Linked DNA regions of Sus scrofa: all the other regions are linked to region 1. Evidence: chromatin contacts called from public Hi-C and HiChIP or PLAC-seq data. All regions are on one chromosome and are shown on one strand. The core of a region is the stretch at or near the end of the contact, and the rest is flanking DNA. Distances in the headings are between cores, read along the strand shown.

What was found. A called contact is a pair of places that touch in the nucleus more often than the background predicts. HiChIP or PLAC-seq counts read pairs in DNA pulled down with a chosen protein or histone mark.
Region 2: a contact with region 1 is called in an H3K27ac HiChIP or PLAC-seq map of skeletal muscle, with 10 times the contacts expected there. The contact joins the enhancer-like site here to the promoter of SPRY4 in region 1. A contact is called at or near these places in 1 of 5 promoter capture datasets (liver), 12 of 47 Hi-C or Micro-C datasets (embryonic fibroblasts, fetal heart ventricle, fetal skeletal muscle and 4 more) and 1 of 2 datasets of contacts at active chromatin or transcription factors (skeletal muscle).
Region 3: a contact with region 1 is called in a Hi-C map of liver, with 4 times the contacts expected there. The contact joins the enhancer-like site here to the promoter of SPRY4 in region 1. A contact is called at or near these places in 10 of 47 Hi-C or Micro-C datasets (alveolar macrophages, embryonic fibroblasts, epiblast stem cells and 6 more) and 1 of 2 datasets of contacts at active chromatin or transcription factors (skeletal muscle).

Annotation. Positions count from the first base shown.
Region 1 is chr2:143,889,487-143,893,776 of Sscrofa11.1, forward strand. It overlaps SPRY4 (protein sprouty homolog 4), which reads right to left and starts at 1,794. Exons shown (of 2, transcript XM_003124009.4): 1 at 1,532-1,794.
Region 2 is chr2:144,084,494-144,088,783 of Sscrofa11.1, forward strand. No RefSeq gene overlaps it. Among named protein-coding and RNA genes, the nearest start is that of FGF1, 150 kb to the right of the region's middle. Within about 2 kb of position 1,853, at least 11 of the 83 cell types and tissues checked have an H3K27ac peak or open chromatin away from gene starts, as enhancers often do. A contact at or near this core is called in fetal skeletal muscle, omental adipose tissue and skeletal muscle, where this site is marked.
Region 3 is chr2:143,736,793-143,741,082 of Sscrofa11.1, forward strand. No RefSeq gene overlaps it. Among named protein-coding and RNA genes, the nearest start is that of NDFIP1, 50 kb to the left of the region's middle. Within about 2 kb of position 1,984, at least 8 of the 83 cell types and tissues checked have an H3K27ac peak or open chromatin away from gene starts, as enhancers often do. A contact at or near this core is called in liver and subcutaneous adipose tissue, where this site is marked.

The sequences.
Region 1 (4,290 bases), core at 544-3,043:
CAGACGACAGGCCCTTGCTCTCACCCCTCCCCAAACTGGAAAGTACCACGTCAGTCACTGGTTTGGAAGCAGGAAAGAGGGGGTTCGCACCGGGCCTGGGCATCCCACTGAACCCAGAAGGTTCCTTTAAGAGTGAATCAGGCTGGGGGGCTCCTGGAGACTGGATGCGCCAGAAGGCAGCCTTCTACCCTCATCCAGGCCTGGCAATATGGATACCTATCCAGCAGCTGCTGAATGAGGCAGCCAGCAGCCTTCCCCTCTTGCCCCCCAATCCAGCCCCTCCAGCCTGGCTCACTTCTCCCGTCCATCGCTCAGCCTATCAAGCCACGCAACCATTTTCCGCCTCTCTTGCCTCCTCTGCCCACAACCCCCCAGCCCCCAATCAAAGAGAATTGAGAAACTCAATTCTTGCACAAGAGCAGCTACTGTCTAAACGCTTTTTGATCATCTGCATGGAGAGGGAGCTGGGCACGGCCCTAGCCCATGATGGAGCCAAGCTGGCCAAACCTGCCCTCACTCCCCTTCATTGTCCCCCCACCCCGGGAGCCTTGGCGATTCAGAATTTTCAAAACGTACCGTCTCTCTCCTTCTCTCTTCTCAGGGATGTCAAGCCTGGTACCACCAAGAAAGGAGGGAAAGCGAGAGCCTTATCTCTCCTACGCACGCAACCTCTTCCTCCAGCTCCCACACGCCCGGCGTTATGTAAACGCACCTTCAGCCCCCACCACAGCCCCAGTGCGGCCCGGCGGCCTCGAGGCCTGGCACAGCTCGGTGCCCGGGGACAGGGAGACACGAGGAGGCCGAGAAGCCCCGGGCCCCGCAGAGGCCAGGGAAGGGAAAGGCAACTGCAACGCAGTTGCACAGCATAAAATGCGGCAGCAGAGCAAAGGTCAGACGGCGAGGAACCGCCTCGCCAAAGAGAAAGCGAGCAGAAATGCCCAGTCCTGGGCCAGCGCCGCGCTGACCATCGAGGGGGAGGCAGCAGGGAAGAAAACCCCAGTCCGTCACGGCTCCGAAGGGGAAAGAAAAACCTACGTCGAGCATAGGCCGCTGCGGCGGACTGGGGAGATCTACGGCAGAGCTGGCACCGTGGGCAGAGAGCCCGGGGTGGGCGAGCCGCCCAGGGCGAGGGCGCCCGCCGGACCCAAGAGGTGGTTCCTGATGGAGCCGAGAGCCTCCTGTTCCGGCGCCCGAGGCGGGTGGTGGCAGGAGCAAAGGGGGCAGGCCACAGGCAAACTCCTGGGACATGCACGGGGCTTCCGAGCCGTAGAGGGCGGGGAAGACGGGCTTGGCAATGCCTGGGGGTCGGGAACGCCGGTGCCAGGCTGTGAACACCCCCGGCGCCTTGCCGGCCCAGCCGAGGGCGTCAGGGAGTTGCGGCGCTCCGCAGCAGCTCCGGGAGGCGCAGGAAGAGGGAAGGAACACTGAGGCGCGCCCAGAAATAGCGCACCATTTGCCCCAGCCCGAGAGGGAGTCGCGTCCCGGCTCAGAGGGGGGCAGCTACACATCCCGAAACCGGCCAGAGACTTACTTTGAGGAGCCGCAGAGTCACAAGCATTGCTCCACCTCTGTGTAGATCCCCGAAGCCGAGCGAGTCAGACGCCGGTGTCCTCGCAGACGCCGGCCGGAGGAACCGGCACGGCTCCTTGCGCTCGGCAGCGCCAGCTCCGCGCTGTCAGCCCCTCTCGCTGCCTCGGCGGCGATGTTGCAACCACTGCCTGGGAAAATGGCTTTTTTATGAATGGGAGGGAAGGGAACTCTAGTGCGCACGCGCGCCGTTCACGATTCTATGAATGGGTGGGCACAAGAGACCCCGCGCGCGCATGCGCCGCGCTCCTTTTTTTATGAATGGGGGGCCGGAAAAGAACTTAACCCGTGATTGCTGGGGCTGGCTCTCGCTCTTCCAGGGCCGTCGTTCTTTTACAAAGAGGGGTGGAGGTTGTTGTTGCCTTTTTCTTTCTTTCTTTCTTTTTTTTTTTTTTCTTTTATGAATGGAGGGCGGCGGCGACTGCTGCAGCTGGCTCAGCTGCGCGGGCTGTACCTCCTCCCAGCCTGCGAAAGGAGGTAAAGGCCACCTTCACGCCACTGCGGGCCTGGGCTGGAACTGTCAGTGTTGCTGGGGGGCGGAGGGCACTGCGGCCTCCGGGTCCTGGGCTGAGAGCTGGGTGGGGGATGACACACCTAGATCTAGGGATCTCTACTCGCCACAGGCAGTCCGGAGGGCGGGGGAACGGGAAGACCCCTGCTGCGGGCTTTCTCTTTCTCGAAGATTAGCAGCGTCGAGGGGGAGGGGTCTTGAGGCTGTGTTTACCAAAAATGAAGAAAATGTCAAACATCCGTATCAAAGAAGGGCGGAGTGGGGGTTGCTGAGGGAATCTGGTTCCTTTCCTGAGGCTGAGTCTCCCTGGAGTAAATGCAGACCACCCCTCCCCCCATTTCTTGGGTGTGGACAGCGACTGGGCCGAGGCCTCTTCCGGCTCTAGTACCCCCCGGGGTGATACTGGCTGCTCAGCTAGAGACCTGGCTCTCGCCGGGCAGCGCCCTGTTTCCCCCGACCCCAGTATGCTGTCCGCAGTGTCCGAGCGTCCACCCGCCCTCTACTGCCCAGGCTAGTGCTCCCCTCTCACCCCCGTGCGTTTCCCAGCCCTCCCGGGTCCGTGGCCTCACGATCCTCTGTCTACCTAAGGCCACAGCCCTTTGCTGCTGTCGGCGCTTCTCCCCAACCTCCCGACTAGCGCCCCACCAGGGAAGTGGGAGCGGTCGAGAATTGGCCAGGTGGATGGGTGGAGCCGGCCGTACTGAAGATGCTGCTGGGGTGGCCGCGGGATTAAATAACAGCAGGGCTCCTGAGCCGCAGAGGAAATGGAATGGCCGGGATCTTTTCTTTGCAGTTGATGATGGGGCGGCGGGGGCGGGCGGGGGCGGGGAGCGCATCCACCCTGGCCTGTGAAAAGAAAAGCCCCCGCCATTAGGCCTGACTCCGGGAAGGCGGGGAGCCCTCGCAGCAGGCCCAGCTCCGCCCAGGAACGGAGGAGGCTGTAGCCTCGGGGGAGTCCCGGGTAGGGGGTAGCTTTGATGCGCGGTTAAGAGCTGGGCAGGGGCCTGAATCCCCTGGAAGGTTTGTCTTGCTGGTGTTTTCGCTTCCCTGGGAGGTTGGGAGGCTGTCTTTTTCTTACTACGCCACTTGGACTGCGCTTGGCTGTTGTCAATGGAGCTGATGAAAGGCTTCCAGCCCAGGCTTGAGGTCTGGCCTTCCGCTGGAGCTGGGACTGGGGCTCTGGAGACAGGCTGTGGAAGGGACATTTTGCAGACCTAGACCTGAACCCAAGGTCACCCAGCCCAGGCTAAAATGACTTCTAGCTACTCAAACGCACCTTTGAAGTGTGACTGACCTAACTCAGCACCTCGGGGCAGAGCAGGCCCTGCCCTGTGAAAAACCTCGGTTTTCCTTTCAGGGCTTAGACCTCACTCAAGGCCAAGAGAAAAACTCTGCTATGACAACAGAGCATTGTACAATTGCTCCAAGCTTCCCTTTACAGGTATCAAAACTCACTGTCATTATTCCTACTTGTCAGACGTAGAAATTGAGGTTAAGAGTTCTGCCCCTGAGAAATGAAAGATCGAGTCAATTGTAGTGCTGACTTTCTAGATCTTCACAACTCAGGGCTTTCTTCTTTGCTACTGCCTCGTCTCCTCATCACAAACCCCCAAAACCAGTTTCTTGCAAGTCATTCAAGGATGTTAAGCCAGGAAAGTTGAAGCAGTCATTTTCCAGCCAGTGGTTGCTCGTGGGCTTTGCTCAAACAATTAAAAGGACGGGAATAAAGACATCTTTTCTCAACTGTGGAAGAAAGTGAGGATGAGGTTGGAGACGTGGCTGTCCTGTTTCCTTTCTTAGAGAAATTAGCCAGGAGACAGTGTTCCTTCCAGTCCTGGTCTTTTGTCAGCTTTCTGGAAGGAGGACTGCGGAGACCCCAGCTCTGCTGGAAGGGTGGGACCACGAAGGAGGCCCCAGGCCTGAGCTGGGAGGAGTCTTGGATGATGTGGGAGCAGAGCATGACGGTCTGGGAGGCTGCTGGGGACCCCCATCCACTCCTACTTGGAATCTAAAGAGAGGAGAAGTTTGGGGATAACAGTTAAGAGAAATCTATTCATTCATTCATTCATTCATTCATTCATATATTCTCTGCTGGGGCCTGCCCTGACGCTGGGGACCCGATAGTGAGAGACTGACAGCCCTCCCTGCCCTGGTGAAGCTCGCAGTTGGGGAGGGGGGCAGACAGCCCACGC
Region 2 (4,290 bases), core at 603-3,102, 200 kb after region 1:
CTTGAGTGCTTCCGTCCTCGGGTCCCATCTGCTCCTGGCTGGTGGTTAGAAAAGTCCCGTAATTTTCCCACCTACTCCTGTTACCCTTTGAACCAAGGAATCACTGTTGTCTGCTGTTTCTTTTGGGGGTCTTTGTTCTATTATTTTCCCCTCAAGGATGCTAGGAGAGCATCTGGGAGAGCTGTACTAACTAGTGTTTGCTTTTGGACCAAGATCGGGGTGGTGGTGGTGGTGGGGAGCCTCTCAATTTGGAGGTGGGGTCAGAGGTGGGGAAGTGGCTCAGGGGCAGTGGCAACACAAGGAAGGTTTTGTGAGGCCAGCCAGCAAGGGTGGGCAAGTCTGGATTTCTGGGTCACCCCTGACCACTTGGGCTTGCTGTTTTTAAAACAGACGTGCTTCATCCTTCCCAGAGCAGGGGCCAATGATGGGAACTCAAGATGCGAAGTCGCAGGCGGTTAAATTAAGCTGCAAGAGCTCAACGCCTGAAAAATATTGACTGTTTCTTTTTTTAAGCTAATATTCCAAATTTCTTAGGAAAGTCAACTTAGACATCCAGGACACAGGAAACGAGGCAAGAGGCCGTAGCCAGCTGCCTCAGAGGACCTGGGACACTTTCTTAATAACTTCCAGATGGTTCCACAGAAATTGTTAACATCTTGGGAAAAAAAAAAAAATCAGCTGCAGGAGAAATGAGATTCAAGTGGTTGAGGAAGCACAGCCCAGGGCAGGGTCCCCAGGGACCAGAGTGGATCTGAAATAGAAACCTTTGCCTGGGGGTTACTGCTTCCTATGGCAAGGCCCAAGGGGAGTGGGTGAAGTCCAGGGTTTTAGTAGAGATTTTGCGTTGGCAAGGGAGCCCCAACCAAACTGAATTGCTGCTGATGGTAATCCATGGATTAACCCGTGTTTGCAAACTTTTTACCTTAGTATTTTTTCTTTGTTTCTGAGAGAATAATTTACCTCCCAAGTATATCTGTTAGGCTGATAAGGCCCAGGGCTTAGAGCCTCTGAGGTTTTGAGGGCCTGAGGCAGAATATAACCCTGAAAAAATATTCTGTATACAGTATTTTTGTAATTGTGATATATATATATATGAGCAATAGATAACTTACTACATTTTATAATACATACATATGTATTTTTCGGCATATGGCAAGAAACCCACAAAATTTAAATCAGTACACGTCTAATTACATGCCTGCAATAGCTAGCTAGCATCATGGCGCCTCAGTCAGTTCTTAGACTGAGTGCTTATTAGAAATTTGATTTCACTGGAAGACTGTATGTTACGTTTTTGTATTTCCCAAGCATGGTCCAGACTTCAAGTCCTTGGATGCATGTAGTTCTTGAAGTGAAATTTGGAAATCCTTGCATGATTTTACAAGCATCTTTGATAGGGGATGTGTATTGTGTCTGTTTACATCGAGTGGGGAAGAGAGTGCAGCCCTGGGTTGAAGAGCTGAGGGTGGAGGAGGGCCGTGAACGCAGCCCTCCTTGCTGAAGAGGTGCGTGCTTCCTCTGCCTCCTCTCCATCGCCTTCCCCCAAGGAAGAGGAAACGGCTTGTTTGTGGAATGTAAGTGTTTGCACGCAAATCGAATCACTTCTTTGGAAACAAAAGTAGGGGAGAGGGAGCCGCAGATTCAGGGCTCAGTTGAGCCACCTCCCTGCATCCTGCCCCTTACCTGGGTTGCCCTAAGCCCACCAGGGGCACCTCCTGCCTCCCATCCTGTCTGAGGGTCCCCCCCTCCTTTGTACATTAGTTCCTTTGTCTGCCCATGACACTAGGAGCTGAGAGCTGGAGAGGCTGTGGAGGGCGAGTTGGTTGGCTTGCTTTGCAGTTCCTGTAGCCTAAAGCGTGTGGGAGTGGGGATTGAGCAGTAAGAACATCCACACCCTGGAACTGTTGGTCTGAAATGCCTAGGGTATTTAGTATAAAATCTGTGTGTAACTGCAAAAACAAACAGACAAAACCCAAGCACCTACTACAGGAATCAGAATTTTTGCAGCAGGCAACATTACCAAAGACCCGCAAAGAGAGCCCCAAACATGGTTCTGGGGCCCTAACCAGGTAAAGTCATTAGATGGCGTTATCCCTTTCCTTTGGGATTTAACATTTAAGCTTCGGCTTCTTGGGATTCAGCCCGAGGAGCCCCAGGAGAATATGCAGTGACTCCTTCCTTCCTCCCCAAACTGAAAGCCGGGCTATTACAATTCCAAATGGACGCAGAGTCCTGCCAAGTTCATAGGAAACTGGAATGACAGCGTAGGTTCCCACCGCTAGGAGTAGCAGAAGCTGAAGGCTCAGAGAATAAGTAACATCTCCCTTGTGATTCCCAAATGCGTCTATTTTTACTTTAAGGGGTTCTGGGTTTTCATTCAGTTTTGTGAACTGAGGAATCCATTTGGGATTTTCACCAGCTCTATTAAAATGAAAGCATGCAGCTCCTCCGCAGTGTACTGAAGCATCTTCCGTGATAGGTCAGAAAGAACTGCAGAGTTTGCTTTTGAAGATGGGCGAAGCATTGTCAACTGAACTTCAGTAGATACATTCTAGACTCATGGCAGAGTACAGGATCAGTTGCTAAATCCATATCCAAGAGATGTTGGCTTTGACATGGTATGATTGATCATTGAAACAAAGTCATAAAGTTGCTGCTCTGAGGGAGGTCCCTGGTAGCTCAGCAGGTTAAGGACCTGGTGTTGTCACTGCTGTGGCATGGGTTCGATCTCTGGCCTGGGAACTTCCACGTGCCACAGGGGAGGCCATTAATTAATTAATTAATATAGTTGCTGCTCTGAGATGGACGACTTGTGTTTATATGTATGAAATGTATGGATATTTCTAAGTATAGGATTTTTTGTGGGGCAGGAGGCTAGGAAGGAAACTCATAAGTAAAACAGGTATCTTTTTGCTGGTAATGTTGAGAAAGATTTCTTTAAATATGTGTTATTAATCATTCTTTGAAACAAGCTTATTGGCTCATGGATGGTATTCTTTCTTTCCAGCTTCTTCGGCTGGAATCTCTGCCTCCATGTCCCCTCTGTAGTGTATGCTCCGCAAGGCAGGGAGCTTAGCTATCTTGACTCTATATTCCAGAACCAGACTAGGGCTCCCACATAGTAGGAGCTCAATAAATGTCCCCCCCTCCCCCCTGCTTCTGCCAACAAATGGAAACCTTCCTTTTCCTTGGCTCTTTTAAAAGTTCCTGGTAGAAAAAACAAAAAGGTTAATTGTGAAAAAGGACACAACACGTTTTGCTAGGTGACTGAGTTTTCTGTGGCACTTGTAGCTGTTTGACCTCATGCCACACATGAGCTAGGCGGTGGCCACATCCTGCGTTTCTCAGGTATTTGCCTGCTCTGTACCAAGCTCTGCTCCAGGGAGAAAACATCCTGTCTTCATGGAACTTAGGCTTCAGGGAGGAGAGACAGACAGTGAAAATAAATGCATAGTGGAGTTCTCTTGCGTCACAGCTGCTTAAGGGTCCAGCGTTGTTGCTCCAGTGCCCCCACCCCCCAGCCTGGGAACTTGCACTTGTTGCAGGTGCAGCTCCCAAAAATGTATAAAAAATAAAGACCTATTCTGTCCAGTGGGGATACATATTATGAAGAAAATAAAGTAGGGGCAAGGGGGTAGTCGGGGAAGGTGTCTGGCCAGGGCTGTTCAATGGTGCCTTTTAGGACGTGAAGGAGCAGATGGCTGGAGGAAGAGCAGTGCCGGTGGCATTGGGCGCTTGCCTCGCTTGTGGAGCTGGGGAGCGGGGAGGGGCTGGAGCACAGCTAGGGAATAGGTGCAGGAGGTGGGAGCTGGAAGAGGAAGCCTTGGAGACGGGCATGCATGTGAAGTTTTACTGCACGAGAAGCAGGGAAGCCCCCGGAGGATCTAGAACCAAGGAGGCTGAAGAACCTGACTTGGCTTATATGTTACAAGGTGGATAGATTGGGAGCAAAGAGAGCAGCCAGTTCAGAGGCTCCATAGTAATGCAGGTGGGCAGGACGTTCTCCTGGACCAGTGGGAGTGGTGCACAGGGGTCAGGGGTCAGTAGGGTTGGCTGATGGTTTGGAGATGGGTGGGAGAGGGAGTTTTCAGACTGAGCAGCTGGCAGAATACCCTCGTCATGTAGTGAGATGGAGCAGACTGGGTGATGCCTGAGGTTTGGGAAGAACTCGAGAGTCCACGTGGGGTTGTGTCTTCGGTGTCAGTGGCTTGGTAGAATCTGTAAGGCACAGGTCCAGGTGGCAGGGGGTGGAATCCTAGCTTGACACACTTGCTGGCGTGATGACTGCTG
Region 3 (4,290 bases), core at 734-3,233, 150 kb before region 1:
TGGCCTAGGAGATAGTGAAAAATCAGTGGGTCCTGTTGCTAATTAACACCGACAATCAAGCTCTAATTTAAAACAGGCCAAGAATAGATACAGACCTATACATTTACATAAAGTACAAGGGAGGAATTTTTGAAAAAATAAAGCGGCCTCTACGACCTGTCTGAATCTGGTTCGTGGCGAAAGCTCATGATGAATTCAGGAAGAGCATGCAAGATGTAGCTTGGTAATTTTCATGCTTTTTAGGTATTTAGTGTCATCTTTCCAGGCCTTCTGTAGACGATTTGAGGGGTGATGAGAGATGTAACAGAATGCACATAGGTTTCCATAGATGATTGGTGCACTTCAAAAATTTTGTTTTGCACGTCTTTAAGCCTAAATAGCACTTAGAAAAGCCTGTAAGGCAGATAAGGTGGATTGAGTGAGACCATTTGCTAAACTGCCAGTACCAAAGGAAAGTACTTAAGGCTTAACTTTCCCTTTGCAGATATATATGTACCTTTTTTTTTTTTTTTTTTTTTTTGCTTTTTAAGGCCACACCCCACAGCATATGGAGGTTCTCAGGCTAAGGGTCGAATCAGAGCTACAGCTATCAGCCTATACCACAGCAACACAGGATCCCAGCCGCATCTGTGACCTGCACCACAGCTCATGGCAATGCCGGATCCTTCACCCACTGAGCGAGGCCAGGGATCGAACCCACAACCTCACGGTTCCTGGTCAGATTCGTTTCCGCCGCGCCACAACGGGAACTCCAGTAACTTTGGCACGTGTGTGGTTGTACTCCTTCAGAGCACCCACAACAAGTGCTCTTTGACAGGGAACTTCAGGTTCCCCACAGGCTCTGCTGCTAAAGTGGGGGGCGTCTCAGCTGCGCCAGGAATTCTTGAACGTGAAGGTAAGTGCAGGTTGAGAGTAGAAACTTTTCTGGAGGAAAAGAGAGCTCCAGAAACGGATTCTAGATCATTCTAAAAAGAGGCTCTCGGGAACAAACACGACTAGGATCCATGAGGATGCAGGTTCGATCCCTGGCCTCGCTCAGTGGGTTAGGGATCCAGTGTTGCCGTGAGCTGTGGTGTAGGTCGAAGATGCAGCTCGGATCCCTCGCTGCTGTGGCTGTGGTGTAGGCCAGTGGCTACAGCTCCAATTCGACCTCTAGCCTGGGAACCTCCATGTGCCTCGGGTGTGGCCTTAAAAAGCAAAAAAAATAAAATAAAAAGAGGTTCTTTTAGAACCCAGTCCATTCTCTTGCCTACAAGTCTATGACCTGGAAAGACTGCTCTTCAGACCATCTGAGTGGAGGGCATCTTCCTGGGGACAGTTGCCCTGTCGGGCCATTTGAAAGCGTCCCATCTGCTGCGTGGCATTTTGATCAGCTCAGCCCTCTCGTTATAGGGGCTAATTTGTCATTTGTAGACTAGATGTATCACTCAAGTTTTGTTTGGATCCCCGTTTTTGCTTAAAAGTCTTTTTTTCTCTGCCAAAAGAGCCTTGCTTTCCGATTTTGAGAGTTTTAATTCACGTGGCAACGCGACTACAATATAAACGTAAGTGCAAGTCTTTTAAACCTGACTCTAGAGTCTACGAAGCATAGAGAATCCTCTTGCATTTGGGGCAGGATTTCATCCAGGGCAGAAACGGAGATGTGGCTGCGGGAGAGAGTGCGCTGCTCCTCCTGCTCTAAAAGGGATTCATTTTTGTCATTTATGTGAGAATTGAAATGCTTCACCAACGTCCTAATCCTTGTGTGACGGCAGGTTTCTAAACACCAAAACTGAGAAAAGTGGTTTCCTTAAGTCTTACAAAGACAAATCTTGGACCGCTGGGAAGATGGTATTCATTGCTGTTCATTACTGGTCTGGAAGCTTCACCCGGTCCGTCAAGAGCTTCAAAACAAAACAAAACACCCACCCTCAAATAGAGAGGGTGACTTCTCGCCCCGAAGCATTGTCAGCTCAACTGCAGAACTGAGGAAGTGCTGCCTTTGCCTCTGAAAGCCGCCTGACTGTCTCCTGAAGTTCCTCCGGAGCTGCACCCAGTTTTCACCTTGCTGGTTGGGGTCCCTTTTGCCGAGAGCGCCGTCCCCCCTTGAAGCCCGAACTTCCTGAGCTGGGCGGAGGGGACGGGAGCCAACCTATTATCGTAGCTCGGCTCCAGTTACACTTGACGAAGCAGCCTTCTTGGCATTTGCACTAGAGTCAGCCTAAAATGTGCCCTCAGTGAGGTTTTCGAAAGAATTTTGCCGGTTGCTTCCTGATTCCATGTCTGTCTGGACAGGACGTTTCTCAGGCTGTATTTGGCAGTCGCTGGGGGGAGAGGTCTTTCTGGCCGTTCGAGTGTGCTGGTTTTTTCCTCTGATTATCGACAGTGAGGATTATATTCATGATGTATTTCCAGTTTGTATTTTAACTGGGGTTGCAGGCATATTACTAAGCAAGATCAGTGCTTTTCCTACCTGTAACTGCTGGCATTATTTGTTTCTCTAGAGTTCTTTTAAATAGTGGGCATTGGTGGGCAAGAGAAAGCAAAGTTAGCAGTCCGCTTTTTTCTAGGCTTGGCTCGGTGACTCTCAGACCTGCAGTCCGTGCCCCCACGGTCATGTGTGTGAGAAAGCCTTCTTGGGGGTAGTTGTACATGTCTTTCCTCTGGCCGCATTTGTCGGGGGTGGGGGGGTTCATCTGTATGTAGGTCTCCCAACTCCTTTTGGCCTTAAGGCCGTCTCTAGATCTAGGTGTTGAAACCAGACTTATGTTGTTCCCTTTTGTGGGGGCTGCATGCAGAAGTTCCCAGGCCGGGGACTGACCTCGAGCCATAGCGGTGACAACACTGGATCCTAAACCCACTGAGCCACCAGGGAACTCCCTCATGGGCATTTTCCTAGTACCCGTCCTGTGGGATTATAATTGGTCACATCGGGTTCCTGCAGCAGTTCCCCAGAGCTTCCAGAGAAGGGTCATGGGTAAGTACTCCTCTCAGACCTTCACTTTCCAGAGAAGACAGCTACAGAGCAGGTTTACCTACTTCAGATGAAGAGTTAATTGCTAGCTGGATAACATTAATGACACATTTTAGTTGGATAAAATTAATAATAAAATTAATGATTTTATTAAATTAATAAAATTCATATTTGTTTTATTTTTATATTTTTATAATTTTATGTTTTATGATTTTATTATTAAATTAATAATAACTTATCAATATATAATCAATAGTTGGATAAAATTAAGAACTATTTTGTTTCCATGTAGGGCTTCTCAAAGCGCATGCTACCATATTCTTTTTATGGTAAGACCACGGAAAGGAATGTGTCTGCAGAGCCACGAGGAGAGTAATTTCTAAGTATTTGCTTGGCTAAGAGGGATTGTGGACTCTTCCTTGGAGGCCTTTAAAAACAGGAGTTCCCGTCGTGGCACAGTGGTTAACGAATCCGACTCGGAACCATGAGGTTGCGGGTTCGATCCCTGGCCTCGCTCAGTGGGTGAAGGATCCGGCGTTGCCGTGAGCTGTGGTGTAGGTCACAGACGCGGCTCGGATCCCGCATTGCTGTGGGGGTGGTATAGACCAGCAGCTACAGCTCCGATTCGACCCCTAGCCTGGGAACCTCCATATGCCGTGGGTGCAGCCCTAAAAAGCAAAAAATAAAATAAAAATATATATATAGGGTAGCTCTTCCTCTGCTTGCAGCGGTTTAAGGGTAAAGGAAAAGGAGTGGATTAGCAGGCCCCTCAGGTCCCCAGGAGCTCTAGAGGTGTGTATGTGGCCCACGTCCGTGGCAGACTGTCCGTGGCAGTTCGTTTGGCAGATGCCACGTCTGCCGCTCCCTTGGCTGTGGGGCCCTTCTGCGAGCCCTGCCCTCCGTAGGCCGCGGGAGGGAAGGGAGCATGTCTGTACCGTAAACCTAATTCGGGCGGCGGATGACCTGCTACTACATTAGAAAAAAAATCCAGTAACCCAAAACGTTGTGCTTTGTCCGAATCCCCAAATGAGGAACCACAAAAGCCCCTTCTAGAGTCTGAAGTCATCTTCAACCTTTGTATGTCAGGAAGGAATTTTATTTAGATGTCATTCCCTCACGTTAGCTGTAAGAATCCTTTTCCTAAGGAACCGAGGGAGGAGGAAAGAAAGATGAGGTGGGTGGGAAGGGCCTGGGGGGAAGGAAGTCTGACTTGGGAGAGGCCGAGGGAAGAGAGAGCAGATCGGTTCCTTTGGTTCTTGGCTGCTGCTCGAATCCTCCCGACACCCCAGGATAAGACGGCCAGCGAATTGCCAGGAGCCCCCGTAAAGGAGGATTGG